Regions from separate parts of the Mus musculus genome. Here regions 2 and 3 are each linked to region 1. A link is a contact called in public Hi-C and HiChIP or PLAC-seq data. All regions are on one chromosome and are shown on one strand. The core of a region is the stretch at or near the end of the contact, and the rest is flanking DNA. Distances in the headings are between cores, read along the strand shown. Region 1 holds the start of E130101E03Rik (RIKEN cDNA E130101E03 gene). Region 2 overlaps Tbx20 (T-box 20). Region 3 has its middle 58 kb from the start of Gm29824.

Region 1 (3,082 bases), core at 193-2,692:
TCATCCTTAAATTGAGAACCCTGAGGTCTGACACTTTCTGAATCATCTCTGATTCCCCACATGTAAGCACAATGACAGGAAACATTTGAATTAGGAAACATTTGAATGATGACTGTGTCTAATCATTAGTGAAAGTTCTGTAGGGTGTGAGGCTTCCTGGGGATGTAGACTGGCATGCATACTTGGTGCCCAGTGTCTGCCCCTGATGGACCAGAAGTGATATCCATCAAGACAATTCGAGAGGCATTTGCTTGAAAGTTGTAAATAGTGACAAGGACATCTAAGAGAGATAGTACTAGGCAGCCTAGGCTACTCCCCCCCCCCCCACACACACACCTTTTGGGGCTACCCCAACTTGAAGGACAGGCGGACTTATGGCTGAGGGCCGCAGGGGTTTGACACATTAGCAAACAGCAGGTCCAGCAGAAGGGAAAATAGATCCAAAAGGCAGAGCAAAAGGCAAGAGACTCAGGACTGCAGTGCTAGAGAAACTCCAGCGCTTCCAAATTGCTATTTTCACAAAACTGGGATGACTGAGGCCCTTCAGTGCATGTTGCATAGGTTTCTGCCTGGCTCTCACTGCTCAGGAGATCTCATACCTCAATGACGCCCTGAAGTTCTACCCAAGACCATGATGGAGACCATGTCCCCTCCATTCCTGTTTAAAACAGCCACGATGGGAGAGTATCAAGGGGCTATCTCTTCAGAGTATTTGTTTTTTCTTTGTGTGGGAAGTACAGCTAGCAGCCTTCTCAGCTCTTGGTTTTCTCCCCGCCCCCAGCTCGCCAGATCCATCCAGGAAAGGCAGCGCTGACTTTCCATCAAATTCTCTCCTGCTTGTTTCCCTCACCTTTTCTCTTTCTTAATCTTCCCATGTCTCCTAAAAGGATTAATTAGAAAGATGTGAGCAGGGGTTGGGACGTCAGAAAACAATCGTCACTTTCCTATCTGACCTCTCTCACCAGCTGCAGAATTAACAAATTGAATGTCCTCAGCAGGCAGGGGTGGCACATGATACCGAGTTCATTAGGAGCCTCGCTGGGGCCGAGCGAGTAGACCGATTTAAACAACTCTCGCTGATTAAATTCCTTCCAGGCACTCCCGCCAGATGCTGTTAGAAAATACTCACATCCAAGAGGTTTTTAATTTTTTTTTAAACATGTGCCAATTATTTCCCTGCTATCTGCAGGTGCTGGCAAGCGTCACAGGCCGGCCTGGCCGGGCTGTCTACACGCTTATCCACCCGGCGCCTGCCTGGGGGGCTCACGTCTGCAAGAATGGGATCCCAGGGGCTCTTCTCTAGGCTGTCAAAACTCTCCAGCCACCCTGCCTGGCTGGCCTTCCCTGCCCCCAACCCTGGCCCCAGCGCCTCACCTTCTGAAGCTCACAGCTCTCTCAAATGTTCCTAGGTGGCAACACAGATCTGGTGACCTGCTAGAAGTGGGGCCCGAGAGGGCAGGCATGCAGTAATGTTGGGCTGAAGCCAACTGCCTTCCAGCCAGGCTAGGCTTCAGCCCTGAGCCAAACAAGGACATATAATTGCCCCCTCCGTGAGCAGGGTTGCATACTTGGCATTGGTTCACAGGCATCCCTAGCAGAAGTCCCACAATGTACTTCCCTCAGACTTCTCTACTCCAGCAGTCTCAAATACTTAGCTTATTCCTCAATCAATGCTTAATTAATTCTCATCAAATTAATAGATGCCACTTAACCACTAAAAGCAAGGACTCATAATATAAACCACACTTTTTAGCATTGCTCATATGTTTAATGAAGGTAAAGTAGCTTTTGACTAATAAAAAACTGATTATTCTGAAACCAAGCTTTCTCTTCGCTCCTTTATATTAAGGGATGGTGGCTTTGTACCACTGTTACCAGCCCTCAGAATAATACCTTTCTTGGTTGTTTCCTATTTTCCTGTCTACACCTTTAGAATTCACTCTTTGTTTTAGCATTTGCTATAGCTGTTAACCTTGGTGATCATCTCCTCTCATAGGCACTAAAAGTTCATGTTTGTTCATTTCATAGAACCCTTTCATGGCTTGGATGATCTTTGATCCAGAGCTGAATAACTGGCACCCTCTTCTTGACCATTCACTTGTGTCTACTTTCCCTGCGCTGAACTAAGAGCTTCCCTGAATTAAACAACACCCAGCCATTACAAAGACTGGAGGGGGGTTGCAGCAACCAGGGAGGGTTGGGAAAGAGGCATTTGCCTGGATTCAGATGTCTCATGAATCTGGGTGCTCACGTACAGATGTAGAGACTGGGTCCAGATGGGAGGAACAGAAGTTAGGACTTCGATCTAATGGTGTTGCCATGTCTCCTCATCCCTGAAGCCCCCAATACAAAGAATACAGTGTAAATCTGAGAAAAACTACAAACAAAATAGCCAGTGATAAAAATAGAAAAGAACACTAATTAATTCTGGGAGATCTGTTACCAATCATGATGCCAACAGCTTAAGCTCCAAGAGAGAAGATAGGTAACAATTGGGCCCCATCTTACAGATGGCCCTATCCCCAAGTCACAGGGACAAGGATTAGGGAAACAGTTCTCACCATCCTCTGAATCCCTAGAGATTCTGGAGTCTCCTCTGTGCCCAGGCTGCCCCCTGACAAATGCTTGTCACATGACCTTCCTCCAGACCATCTTTATCTGCTCTGTTCAGAGGTCACATTTCCATCAATGCAGAGGGATGGAGGCAGCCTGCTTTATCTGGGTTTATTTTGTGCATAAAGATTAACATCGGATGTCAGTAGAGTTATGGATAAAGGGTATTGTAGGCTGAGATTTTTCAAACCCTATTTTATTTAGGGTTCTTAAATGCTTCAACCTCCCTTTTAATCTACCGACCAAAGGTAAGAGAGAAAGATAGTTAATAGGACAATGGGGTTGTGGGCCTGTTTAGAAGTAGTTCTTTGGGGGCAATTCCAATCTTCATTGTCAGGACATCAGCAGTCCAGTCCAATAGCAAACACGAATCAGTAGCAGCAGCTTGATCTGGAAGAAACAGCAGTACTCCAACGAATTGGCACGAGTCAGTGGAAACAGCAAGAATTAGCTGGAATTCCACAACTTC
Region 2 (3,082 bases), core at 423-2,922, 220 kb after region 1:
GAATAAATGGCTGAACAGACAGGTCTTCAGGAAAAGCAGCCCCATGAAGAAGAGACTCTCCTGAAGCATTGAATGTTCTCACGGTAGAGGCCCGCTCATCAGCCTGAGCACACTGTAGAGGCTAGCTCAGACTCCATGCTTATTTTAGCTCTTGCTAGTCATTGTGAAAGGTCTTATCTGTCTAGCATTCCCCCTTTTCTGTTTACCAACATCTACTTTTTTGCTGAAAAGGAACTTCATTATTTTCTACCTGTTCTCCAGTGCTATGTTCGGAGTCACTTTCAAGCTCAAGGCTGATGATAGTCACAGACTCCTTCTGAGACCTGCCAGTGCTGGAGAGAGAGGATATCTATCTGGTTCATATGTGTGGTGGAGGGCTTTTTAAGGGAGGCGAAAGCTTCTTGGCAGTTTTGCAAATGCAGTTCCCATTGAGAAAAGATTAAAAAGAAAATGATGGCTTTCTTTATAGTGAAGAGAAAAGAGAACGTAGTTGCAAGTGAACTTTCGATACAGCTTGATTTTCTTAAAAGTAGTATTCCATACTTTGTTTTAATTGTTGTCTCCTTAGTATGTGAAAAAGGAGGGTATCCCACACTCTGTAACTCGTTTCTTGCTCAGAATATTTTGTGTGTGTCTCCTCCAAAGGTGAGCTTGTATTCCAACTTTGATCTTACAAGCTAAACCTGTCTTGCAAGGCTTCCATGTCAGTAATTCAGGTAGGGACAGGCTGTACTTGGGTCCAGGCACTCTTTGTACACTACTGTGACTAGGATTTGATGAGGGCATAGGCTTGCTCATCTGCAAGTTTCCTTTAAGTGCTAACAGGGATTTTTCTATCCTCACTCTTTTCATCAGTGCTTCCTTTGATTGCTGCTTCACAGCCTGATGTGTGTACAGCAGAGGTGCGATACAAAGTCTCTAATGGGTCTTTGTGTGTCAACAGTCACGTTGTAAGCTTCACAAATCCCCTTATGCAGATACTTTACACTGGAGACAGATTCTCCATAGAAAGCAAATGCTACTATTAAGTAACACTGAACAGAGGCTGGCAACGTAACTGGGTTGATTCTAATTTAGTGAAATACAAAGGATAATGGTAGTAAGTTTATACTCTGGAGGTTTCATTTCCTGTATTTATGTAAAAGATGTCAGTATTGGACATGGGCTATTATTGGCCGTTTAGTCTTCTTATTTATTATAGCATATAGTAACATGTTCATAAAGTTAACTATGAGATGCTGCCAAGTCAGAATATTTGCTTTTATTCTTTACTCCCTGACAACAGATGTATTCTTCTACACAGTTCTCTCATCTAGGTAGTTTTTCATTCCCCAATTGAGTCCTAGCCTTCCCCTAGCATTTAAAGTAATTTCACAATCTAGTTTCTTATCTACCCTTGCCTGAAAGGCCACCAAACCTTTGCTGTCTCAGTCATGGACCAGTATCCCTGTGAACTTGTCCCTCACTCAGATAGCTTCTCGTGATATGTGTAGATACCACTGTATTATTGGGGGCTTTGGGGAATTAACAGACCATTTCTGATTCTGTTTCTTTGACCTTGGAAATGAGATCGTTTTGTGCCCATTCTTTTCTTTCTAGATAACCAAGCTGAAAATAGACAGCAATCCGTTTGCCAAAGGATTCCGGGACTCCTCCAGGCTCACTGACATTGAGAGGTAATGAGAATTTTCTGTTTGCTCTTTTGTCCAGATAAGATAAAGAGTGGGTTGTTAGAACACCTTTCCTTTAATGCCAATGAATTTCAGTCTTACAGTATGTAGTCTCTGCACCTTTCCATCCAACCATAAACTCTATTGTTGTACAACTCATAGGTCTTGAGAGCAGCTACTTCCAGATTCCTCAAATGCTTGATTTCGAAGCAAAGAGGTTTATTTGGGTTTTGCCATGATTAGATACTGGGTCCTGGTTATAACTGGCTGTTGTGTCTTACTGATTGGCACTTTCCAGGGAAGTGGACACTTTATAGCCATTTGCCTTCAGAAGGGACATATTTGATAACCAAAAATATAGAGGTGATTTGGGATTTTGAAACAAGGAGATGTAATTTAATTCAGGGTCACAATTTTATCTGTAAAATAAATGGATATTTTTTAATAGGAGAGGTATCAAATATGAGGACCTGTAAGAAGAAACAGTTCTGCATGTGAAACTTATCCTCTTCGCGATGACAGTTGCTCATTGTTGCTTGAGATCACTGAGTGATTGAAACCCTTAGTTATTAGCTCAATATGAATGCTGAAATGTATTTTCAAGGAGATTTTGACCCAACTGCTATTTGTACTGTTATATATGCTCACAGTAAATTTCCATCTTTCAACTTCATACTAGGACTGATACATTTGCGATGGGTGGAACACCCCATAGGCACCAGACACCTTACTTATTGTACCTTCATATCTTTGTGTGACTCTCCTGTCAACTGCCACACATTTCTACTATTCTTGTTATTGTCTATCACATTGTCTATCAGACCATGGCACTTCTGTCCATCTTGTCTTGGCAACTCAAAATGAAAGGTTTATTATGTTTTAGCAACTTCTGTCTGATTCTTCTTAAACCTGCCTAAGGGACAGACAGCATGACTGGTGGTATAATCCAAGGGAAAAGATATAGAAGTTGTGTAGGCAGCCACAGGGTTTGTTTTGTTTGTTTTTTTTAAAAAGACTGATTTCTGGAGAGTCTGGCAAGGGGTCAGAGGTGGTAAAATCAGGGAGGCACCTTAGGCTGGTGGATAGACATCTATTGCCAAAGTTTCAGAGAGAAGGCTTGTTGGAAAATTGTGGACAGTGACATTTATAAAGGCACACTGTAAATCTAAAGTGCAAAAGTGTATCTGAGTCTCTCATCTTAGATGAGCCTTGCATCTAACCCTTTAGACCCTGTCTGAGCAACTTTGAATGGTCTTTGTGAACTGATTTTAGAATAAAAATAGCCCCGTGGTTGCACACATGCTCCTGAGATAGGAATACCCAGCCTGGCTGCCCTTTAGAACAGCAGATTTGATAATGCATGTGGCCACATTTTCCATTTATCGAATAAGCCTCCTGATGTGGGAGCACTC
Region 3 (3,082 bases), core at 406-2,905, 140 kb after region 1:
TAAATGATAGAGTAATTTGTTACTTTTGAAGAGCAAAAAAGTAGTGATTTAGTTAAAAAACATAGTTAGGAAAAGCTTCACTAGACCCTACAACTCTAGTATACTCCAAACTTTGAAATTTCACAAATTATTGATACTTCAAAAAATAAAGTCTGAATTTAACATTTAAATATTTTTTCCAAATAATTATTTAAAGGGAAAAATGCATGAGTCATTAATGAAAAGTAAGTACCTTTTAACCTCCAAGGTATTGTTTAAAAATAACAGGGAATCCACTAAACTGACCAAATTTAACTTTGTGAAGAATTCCTAATAATCTTATTTTTGCCTGTAATTGTCACAGGCAGAGGGAGCAACACTGGGAAGCCATGTCTGGCGTCCATCCCTAGTTCTTCATCCAGACCTGCATAACATTAGACAAAACAATGGCATCCCTCCTGCCAGTCTCTTTATGTCTTTCTTGATTGTTGAAGCTGTGGGGAAGACTGGAAGTGACTTCATAATGAAATTGTTTTATCAATTACTTTTTAATGTAGTGAACTGTAAAGAACAGGCAGACTAGAGGTACATGGCTCCGATCTGGACTGTACAGAGCAGACTGGAGCCAGTTCTCTCTGAATATCCTGTCTGTGAGGAGACACAGAGCAAGGAACAGATCAGAGGCTCTGGAGGAGGAAGTGACAAGCAACTGGAAATCTCCATTGGGACAACTCTAGAGGAAAGGCTTTGAACTTGGTCGCCAACATGGTGGGAACCATTTCAATGATGGAGAGCATGGGCGAAGGACAATGGCAAAAGGCGATTTTCCAGGTTGATATATGTCGTTTTAAATGAGTGTGGGGACATGTGAATTTTTTACTTCTTCATGTTAATTCCCTAGGACTTGGTTCACATAATCTCACAGTTGACTGAACATTCCCCTTTGACCTCTCCCTCCTCTGGGACCAACTTAGGTTTAATTGAAGCTTTTTGTCTCTATCTCTGCTTTGACAGCTGGAGATTAGCAAGGGCTCGGCTAATTAGTATTTAACTGTTCACTAATGTTCCCTTAGGTTTGTTGATCACAGTCTTGTTTAAGACGGATGCAATCTTCCAAATCTGGAAAAGGGGACGCAGCCTCAAAGTTGATTTAATTTCTGGAAAGAATTAAGGCAGAAAAACTACATCTCTACTAACTTTCCAGTCGCGTTACACGGGGATGGGGTGGGGTGGGGGAGTTGAATTGGAAATCTGTCACAGTTGTCTTAAGAGTCTGGAGACGAGTTCTTAGAGGACTCTCTTTAAAGTAGACTACTAGTGACATATTCCCCTGTGTGTGACTTAGGAGACAGACAAGGAGATAAGCCCTGGCACTCTGTAGTTACCCTCTGAAGATTACCATAATTATTTAGCTGGATTGCCCAATCTTATTCATTCAGATAGTCATTGGATACATTTATTTCATTTTTATTACTCCCTGCTGGCTTTTCTGTCCAAGTAGTCAGCTAAAACTGAGAGATAGGAAGATTTTGTTCTTAAAGAAGATGGACTTGTGCAGCCAAGACTGGAATGTAAAGACTCGCCATAAGCCACAGCCTCATAAAGCTCAGGACAAAGCAGTCACCATCCAAGAGTCTTCAAAAGGACGAGCAGGAGTTTCCCAATGGAAAAGTGAGGCAGGGGATTCTAGAAAGAGGGATTAACATAAAACAAAACCCCAAGACTCAAAAGTAGACAGCAGACTCATGGACATTTTACACAAGTTAAACGTTTACATGTTACATGTTTAGAAAATTAGAGTTTTACTCAGTTACAGTGACAAAGTTGAGATACCCATGTTCAGAATCCCAAACTGATTCTACCAGCTTTCTGAAAATTAGGCACCTCATCTGAAATAGGAACAGCCTATCACTACACTAGCACAGTGTCTAATGTATGTATGTATGTCTAATGTAAGTGCTCGACTCTGATTATAAATCAAACTAACTTAAACTGGGTGTCCATCTCTCTTCGAGGGCAAGGAGTCCTGCCTAGTGCTGGCATTGAGAAACTACACAATCTTTGCTGTTCTAAAAGATGGACTTTGCTTTCAGGCTTTCATCGGAGCCAGGGTCAGGGTACTTGGGTGTTGTTCCACTAGGGCTGTGATCAGAAAAAAAGAGCAAAGGAAAAGAGAATCTCCCAGGAAGATTTAAACCCAGGGAGTCTTGCCAGCGGCCCGGCCTCCACCACCCTTCCGGTCTCATCACACCAGCTATTTTACCGCCACACCTCACTCAGGGAAGCAGACAACACTGAGCCTTTTAGAGGGATCTATTTCTATACCAAACAAGCCAAGGTTACTAAGAAAGCAGAGAATGGATACTTAAGGAAATGGCCATTGTTTAACAAATTGGTTTTGCGTGTTTATAAACACATACAGGTGCTTTTGCTAAACCCTACTAAACCCACTAAAATACATGTGCCCAGTAGGTAACTAAAGAAGGACAAAAACTTGACATCTGTGGTCTCATTCTGACGTGTCCTTTTGGAGACAGTCTCTCTTGCAGTCATCTTGGATTCTAGAAATAACGGATCTGCTTGGTCAATATCTCATGACAAGAGCTGAAATTTCTCCTAGGTACCAAGGAGCGTCATATTATAACAAGCCCCTCCTGAACAATTCTGAGATAATGACAACCAGGTCATAGCTTTTCCAAGACCACATGGCTGTGCTTCTGGACCTCCTTTTCTGTGTTGTAGAAGATCTTATAGAGCACCTCCCTCAAGTCCCTGGGAACCAATGTGTCCTCTTCACGCACGCGAGCATGAGCGCATGCGCACAATGTCCTCCAAAGCCCAGACACGCTCCTTCACTCTCAAAGAACCCACATTAGGCGAGAAGTCTGATTACACGGGTCTCAATATAGTAATTTGCCCCAACACCCAAATGGGCAACATGATGGTAAAGCAGGAAAAAGGAAGCTGAGCAGGTGGCTTAGAGTTATGATCACTTCATGCTCTTGAAGAGGATACATACTGGCAGCTCACAACATCCAGTAATTCCAGCTCTAGGGGATCTTACACTTTACTGGTCTCTGTGGCCCACACACACACAAATCAC

The links. A called contact is a pair of places that touch in the nucleus more often than the background predicts. HiChIP or PLAC-seq counts read pairs in DNA pulled down with a chosen protein or histone mark.
Region 2: a contact with region 1 is called in an H3K27ac HiChIP or PLAC-seq map of cardiomyocytes, with 4 times the contacts expected there. The contact joins the enhancer-like site here to the promoter of E130101E03Rik in region 1. A contact is called at or near these places in 11 of 39 promoter capture datasets (the HPC-7 cell line, HPC-7-derived erythroid cells, cranial neural crest and 5 more), 3 of 15 datasets of contacts at CTCF or cohesin (embryonic stem cells and stem cell-derived epiblast-like cells), 23 of 484 Hi-C or Micro-C datasets (the N1E-115 cell line, differentiating embryonic stem cells, embryonic stem cells and 1 more) and 3 of 115 datasets of contacts at active chromatin or transcription factors (cardiomyocytes, heart atrium and stem cell-derived neural progenitor cells).
Region 3: a Hi-C map of the N1E-115 cell line shows a contact between it and region 1, with 5 times the contacts expected there. The contact joins the enhancer-like site here to the promoter of E130101E03Rik in region 1. A contact is called at or near these places in 4 of 39 promoter capture datasets (the 3T3-L1 cell line, liver and neural stem cells), 1 of 484 Hi-C or Micro-C datasets (the N1E-115 cell line) and 1 of 115 datasets of contacts at active chromatin or transcription factors (neural progenitor cells).

Annotation. Positions count from the first base shown.
Region 1 is chr9:24,972,568-24,975,649 of GRCm38.p6, reverse strand. E130101E03Rik (RIKEN cDNA E130101E03 gene) reads right to left here and starts at 1,442. Exons shown (of 5, transcript NR_153861.1): 1 at 1,375-1,442; 2 at 851-880.
Region 2 is chr9:24,748,906-24,751,987 of GRCm38.p6, reverse strand. Tbx20 (T-box 20) reads left to right here. Exons shown (of 8, transcript NM_194263.2): 6 at 1,600-1,676. Among named protein-coding and RNA genes, the nearest start is that of Tbx20, 24 kb to the left of the region's middle. Within about 2 kb of position 1,672, at least 5 of the 459 cell types and tissues checked have an H3K27ac peak or open chromatin away from gene starts, as enhancers often do. A contact at or near this core is called in the N1E-115 cell line and cardiomyocytes, where this site is marked.
Region 3 is chr9:24,831,819-24,834,900 of GRCm38.p6, reverse strand. No RefSeq gene overlaps it. Among named protein-coding and RNA genes, the nearest start is that of Gm29824, 58 kb to the right of the region's middle. Within about 2 kb of position 1,655, at least 1 of the 459 cell types and tissues checked has an H3K27ac peak or open chromatin away from gene starts, as enhancers often do. A contact at or near this core is called in the N1E-115 cell line, where this site is marked.